Regions from separate parts of the Mus musculus genome. Here region 1 is linked to region 2. A link is a contact called in public HiChIP or PLAC-seq data. All regions are on one chromosome and are shown on one strand. Each heading gives the region's core, a stretch centred on a gene start, on an enhancer-like site or on the middle of the called end of the contact. The rest is flanking DNA. Distances are from core to core; before and after follow the strand shown.

Region 1 (2,817 bases), core at 286-2,785, 990 kb after region 2:
CCAAATAAATACGTTACAAAATATTCTAATACCCAGGAGGGTGAGGAAAGCTTACGGAGAAGTGGCTATGGAACCCTGTCAACGACAGGTGCCCACCTGCAACCCTGTCAATGACGGGCTCCCACCTGCAAGCTTGGATTAACTACATCCCAGTCCTCATAAAGTTGTTTTTGGTTGTTTTTAAAGAATTAAAATTTCCTCTTAAATCATTAAAATTCTTTTTAGGTAATATTATCTTTCTAAAAGTCACTGTCAAATGCTGTCCTTAGTTTTGAAATATTTCCTATTGGAAAACATTAAATATATTTACCTAAGGGTTATTTCCTATTTTTTTGACACTTTATGAACATAGTTAAAAAATTCTAAGAGGGGGCGTGTTCAGGAAAAAGATTTCAAATGCCTGTTGTTGACCAAAATTTATATTTCATGCCCAAATTCTTTTTAAATTTCCAAGTATTTTTTCTTAATCAGAAAAATAGACATGCGTGCATTAAAACATTTATTAAAAAGTCTGCAGCAAGTTCTAAGGTTAAGTGTCTTTCTACTCTGACAATACCACGCACTGGACTTCTGCTACGGATATTTATTAAGGATTGCTTCCTATAGAACACAATGTCTATAAAGTCTGGAAAACAGTAGTCTACGTTAGTTCATGTGGAATGGCAGGGTGCAGGCACTGGTCCTGGTTAACTCTGTAGACTCCCAGGCCAGCCTGGACTACAAGGGTTCTCAGCCAACAAACGTTACATAGTTACATAGACCTAGTTACAAAGACCTAGTCTCAAAAGCAAGAAATACAACACACGTACAGGTGGTTCTCGCATTCACTTCCGTACCTCAAACCTCCTTGACTCTTAAGAAACAATTCCTATATACTAGCCCTGCAGGCTCCAGCGTCCCTTAAATGGTACGCTGACATTTTTTCTCCACACACTCCAACAGTTTGCTGGTTAAAAAAAAAACAAAAAACAAAAAACCAAACATGCTTATTTACGTTTCGATGAGAATCCACGCCACGCACTTCCCCTGCGTTTGCGAGGCCACTAAGGTGTTTTACTAGGTTCGTCCCCTTCACCAGATACTTCGCCTACAATAAATATACCTTTTCCAAAACTCTATCAAAACCGGGAACTTTGAACATAACCTTCATTACTTCTCGTAGGTTCTGGGTCATGCTGCTCATCGTGGACGCAAAGCAAGAGTCTGGGCTCTGCGAGAATGAACTCTGGAAGAGACGTTTGTGAGAGGACAAGGGTGTGGAAGGTCAAGTCTGCAAGCCCGGCCGCTGTCGCGTCGTGCTCGGGAGAAAGGATCGCGCGCCCCGGTCGCCCTGGTCCTAGATGATCACGGGTTACCTTCACTCTTTAGCGCCCCAGCGCGCACGCGCAACCTTCAGGCCTCCTCGGCCCCTCCTTCCCCTCCCCTCCCCCTCCCCCTCCCCATCTGCGCCTCGCTGGCCGCGGACGGGGACCAGAGAGGGCGGTCTTCTTGCCGGAAGGTTGACGCGGACGCGCTTGCACGCTGCGCGCCTGCGCAGGTTCCGGCGTTCGCGATCAGTCGCGCGGGAAGCAGCGTGAAGAGCGGGTGTTTTGAGGGGACCCTGCGGCGATGGCGTCTGGCAGCAGTTCCGATGCGGCGGAGCCCGCAGGGCCGGCAGGGCGGGCGGCGTCGGCGCCCGAAGCAGCACAGGCGGAGGAGGACCGGGTGAAGAGGCGGCGGCTTCAGTGCCTGGGCTTTGCGTTGGTGGGGGGATGCGACCCCACGATGGTCCCCAGCGTCCTGCGGGAGAACGACTGGCAGACGCAGGTCAGTTCGCGTCTCTCGCTTCCGCCGCTCTCCCCCGGGAGGCGGGGCGCGCCCTGCAGCCTTGTGCCTTTGCTTTTCAGAAAGCCCTGAGCGCCTACTTCGAGCTGCCAGAGAACGACCAAGGGTGGCCGCGCCAGCCTCCCACGTCCTTCAAGTCCGAGGCCTAGTAAGCGACGGGGGTCGCGGGCTGCTCGCCGAGGGCGGGGAGGGACCGCCTGCTGGGCTTGGGCGTCCGAGGACCGGGACCTGGAAAAGGGCGGCCGGCGCCCCAGAGCTGGAAATCTCAGGGAATGCTTCCGAGGATGCAGGGTCACTTCCCAGCGGGACTTGTCTTTGTTGTTTTGGGACGAGTCTCACTGTGTAGCGCTTGGCTGGCCTGGAACTCGTCGTTATTTGAACCAAGCTGGCCTCGAACTCAGATCAGCTTGCTTCTGCCCTCTCAGTGCTGGCACGTTGAAGGCACATACTAGAACTGGCTTCCAACGTGATTTATTTTATTTTATTTTATCTTATTTCTTAAACCTGAAGATTATTTTATGTATTTTGAGGCAGAACCTCACCCTTTATCCCTGGCTGGCCTGAGCTTGGTGTGTAGACTAGGTTGGCCTCAAACACAGATCTACCTGCCTCAGAATCGAATGGGCTGGATTTAGAGTGCCCACCACCACACTGGGATGGAATTTTTGTTTAATGTTACCGTTATTTGTTCTTTTTCGAGACAGAGGCTTGCAATAATCCTGACCTCCAGCTCTCTTCCAGCCTCCCTTTTGCTAGCATTGCATCTGATTCCAGCACTCCCTACCCGAACTTTTTATTTGAGCCATATATGTCCAGGCTGACTTGGAACTCCTTTGTGGTCAAGGCTTGCCTTCCATTGGCCCAGTACTGGGATTAAAGGTTTGTGAAACCCTGGCTACTGAAATACACTTACTGACCTGAAATATTGGTGATATGTAAACTGAAGATTAGAAAAAAAACAGAGGTAGAGATTTTCTCCTGAAGAATGGTAAC
Region 2 (3,110 bases), core at 532-3,031:
TAACCTCAATGACACATCCAACAGCTCCAGTCAGGAGCTTCAGTCAGGGCTTCCCATTATGGAGAAGTGGTTTGTCCTCTTACAGCACTTAGAGTCAAACACAAAACCAAAGGAGATGCATTGAGAGCATAAAGCAAGACAGGACTTAAAGCCACAGTGAAGATGAGCTACCAGAAGAGCTCAGTGCACACAGAACCCAGATTCCTTTCTGTGAATGAGTTTGACATCAGTGCTCAGGCTGAGTCATAAGCCTAGGGGCCTCTGAGAGGTAGAGTTTTTTTGTTTTTTGTTTGTTTGTTTGTTTGTTTTTTGCCTATACGAAACAGTGGGTTTGAAGTACCACCTCACCTTTGAGGCAAGGACAAACTCCTTCACGAGCTTGGAAGGCAATGAATCTGTTGTCTACTTCCAAGCTATTGGCAGGATCGTCTAAAGAAATGAACAAGCTTGGCCTCTGGTGTGCTGGTGTGGGTGTTCCGAGCTCAGCCCCTTTGTTGGAAATCAATGTGGAGGTACCTCAAAAAGCTAGACATAGGACTATCATGTGATCAAGCCAGAACATTTCCTGAGAATATTCTCAACAGACTCTATATTCTACTGTAGATTTATTTACTCATTCATGTTTATTGCTTCTCTGTTCACAATCACCAGGAAATGAAAAGGTTTAAAATGTCCCATCACCTGATAAATGTGTAATGATACATGGAAGATTATTCAACCATAAAGAAAAATCAAACTACAAAATTATCAGTTCGGTGCATTTCTCAGCCCTCATCAGGGAAGCTTCTTTTTATAGTATAAGGTGATTAATACAAAGACCCACGGCTTGTCAAAATCTAGGGAGTAAGAGACTGTGGTATGATCAGCTTTAAAAGGGCATCTGTGTCACATTCTTGATCATAAGGCTCAGGAAGCATTGTAGAAGAGGCATCTTAAGCACCAGAGGTAGTGGACATCTACTGCAAAACCTTCTTTGCCAGACAAGACAGCGCTGTTGTACACGTGAGCTCACAGCAGCTGTGGCTGTAAACACAAGACCTGAGCAAGATCCAGCCAGCCAAAATCTCGCCACGGTCAGGGCGGGAGCTCATGAAGTCTCACCCATGGCCGAGGAGCTATTGGCAATTTATGGCTGCTAGCCGGTGAGAGCATCAGTTTTCTTCAGGGATTCAGATTCTAAGATGCTATCCATATTCCATTAGATAGTTCAACACCTATGAACACACAGACAACACTACGTGACTCAGTAGGGAGGAGGAGGAGGAGGAGGAGGAGGAGGAGGAGGAGGAGGAGGAGGAGAAGCAATGAAGAAGCATGAACTTGAGAGGGAAAAGTGACAGTGGGGAATGGGAGGAATTTGTTGGCAAAAATGAGTGAGGTCTGATCACAATGCATCATGTGCATGTATAAAAGTTTTAAGCGGTTACTTAAGTGAGTTAGAAAACTTGCCATTGTACATGGTAACATGTGCAAATTGAGATGTAGGTACGAGCATTGTTTTATGTAGTTTATCAACAAACATAGAAGTAATTAAGACAGGAAAAAAGTCATGGGGAATAAATACTGAATTTATGAGAAGCTTGTGGGTTTTGTCCATTTGATTTGGTTAACAACGTTACTAAATAAGATTATGGCCCACATAGTTCAAAGAAGCAAAAGAAAATTAAAGACCAGACAAAAAAAAGAGGGGGTAAAGTACAAAATGTGTTTAATTTGTAACTTATCCCATTTCAAACCGGAAAAAGGAAATGTCTTTAGAAATACTGCAAGGCAATGTGACTAATAACTGCCTGCAGGTGTCAGACCCAGTAGATCCTTCTGGGGTGCTGGCAAGACACTGGACAAGGACGAAGGCTGTGAAGCTCACAGCTGAAAGCAGGGGGTGCTTCAGCCTGTCATTAATGATTAATAATTGGAGTCATGGAGTGACACAGAATACTGAGTGGTCTGGTAAGAGGTAAGAGAAGCCTGTCCAGAGGAAACACAGGAAGGCCTACCTCAGTCACTAAGTTGGTAAGTCACTTACTTTCATTGGGTAGCCAAAGATCTGCACTGTCCTTGAATACCAGCTGAGGGTTGCTATACATCCCTCCTCCAACTTCAAATGTTCTCCTGCTGACAAAATAAAAACATGTTCATACAATGTAAAAACCTATGTCTACAAAGGCAATGGGGAAGCAAGAGTGAGGAAGACGGAAAAATGGAGGGAGAGGCAAAGGGAAGGGGGAAGGGGGAGAGAAGGGGAAGAAGATAACGGAGGATGGAGAAAGAGAGGGAGAAGGGAGGGGAAAAGAGGGTCCAAGAGGGAGGGGAAAAGGAGGAACATACAGAGACAGCGGGTAAGGAGAGGGAGGAGAAGAAAGAGAGGGAGAGGAGAGACTGGAAACTGAAGAGTTTGTGCTAGATCACCATAGGAATTGGTGGAGACAATAGCAGCTGTGGAGACAGATCCAAGAAACACATACTATAAAGGAATGTTTTTAAAACTTTTACGTAGTCACATAAAATCATGTATGTGTGTAGAAGTGACTTGTCCAGAGAATCAAGGGAGGTAGATCTACCATACCCAACAGAACTTGTTATTTAAAAAAAAAAATTGAATGAGAGAGACAGAGACAGAGACAGACAGAGACAGAGAGAAACAGACAGAGAGAGAATGGTAAGGGGAAAGTCAAAGTGTCTCATGAACAAACATCAGTTCTTTTGCTAATGAGCTCAATGGCCTAGGAGAAGAGAGTCAGTGAGTTTTCTGAGGTCCATGGCCCTGCCTGGGTCCTGAGTCTACAGCAGTGGTTGTAACTACTCTTGTTAGTCTGACAGCTGCTGGGGACATGAAGAACAGTGTGAGCATTGTGAAAACCACTCTAGATAAAATGGTGTTAGCAATCACTTCTTTGCCTGTTACATCATCAATACAAAAAGCACACAGCTCTTACCTTACAGCAAACATGACATTATACTGGAGCCATATTTGAGAGACCATGGTCTGGGAACAGAGATTTAGGTTATGCCAGATGTTCATGTCCCAATATGGAAGCCGTCTCATGAATTTTATAGTTTTATAGAATGACAAAAGTCATAAATCAAGGCAAGTTTAAAATACACTAGAG

The links. HiChIP or PLAC-seq counts read pairs in DNA pulled down with a chosen protein or histone mark.
Region 1: a contact with region 2 is called in an H3K4me3 HiChIP or PLAC-seq map of pro-B cells, with 3 times the contacts expected there. The contact joins the promoter of Tdp2 here to the promoter of Slc17a3 in region 2. A contact is called at or near these places in 7 of 39 promoter capture datasets (the 3T3-L1 cell line, cranial neural crest, liver and 3 more), 3 of 115 datasets of contacts at active chromatin or transcription factors (the 230-238 cell line, large pre-B cells and pro-B cells) and 1 of 9 other capture datasets (liver).

The regions. Positions count from the first base shown.
Region 1 is chr13:24,830,124-24,832,940 of GRCm38.p6, forward strand. It overlaps Tdp2 (tyrosyl-DNA phosphodiesterase 2), which reads left to right and starts at 1,536. Exons shown (of 7, transcript NM_019551.2): 1 at 1,536-1,806; 2 at 1,887-1,972. The coding sequence starts at 1,609. It overlaps Acot13 (acyl-CoA thioesterase 13), which reads right to left and starts at 1,366. Exons shown (of 3, transcript NM_025790.2): 1 at 1,103-1,366. The coding sequence starts at 1,183.
Region 2 is chr13:23,837,653-23,840,762 of GRCm38.p6, forward strand. Slc17a3 (solute carrier family 17 (sodium phosphate), member 3) reads left to right here and starts at 1,782. Exons shown (of 12, transcript NM_001164743.1): 1 at 1,782-2,013.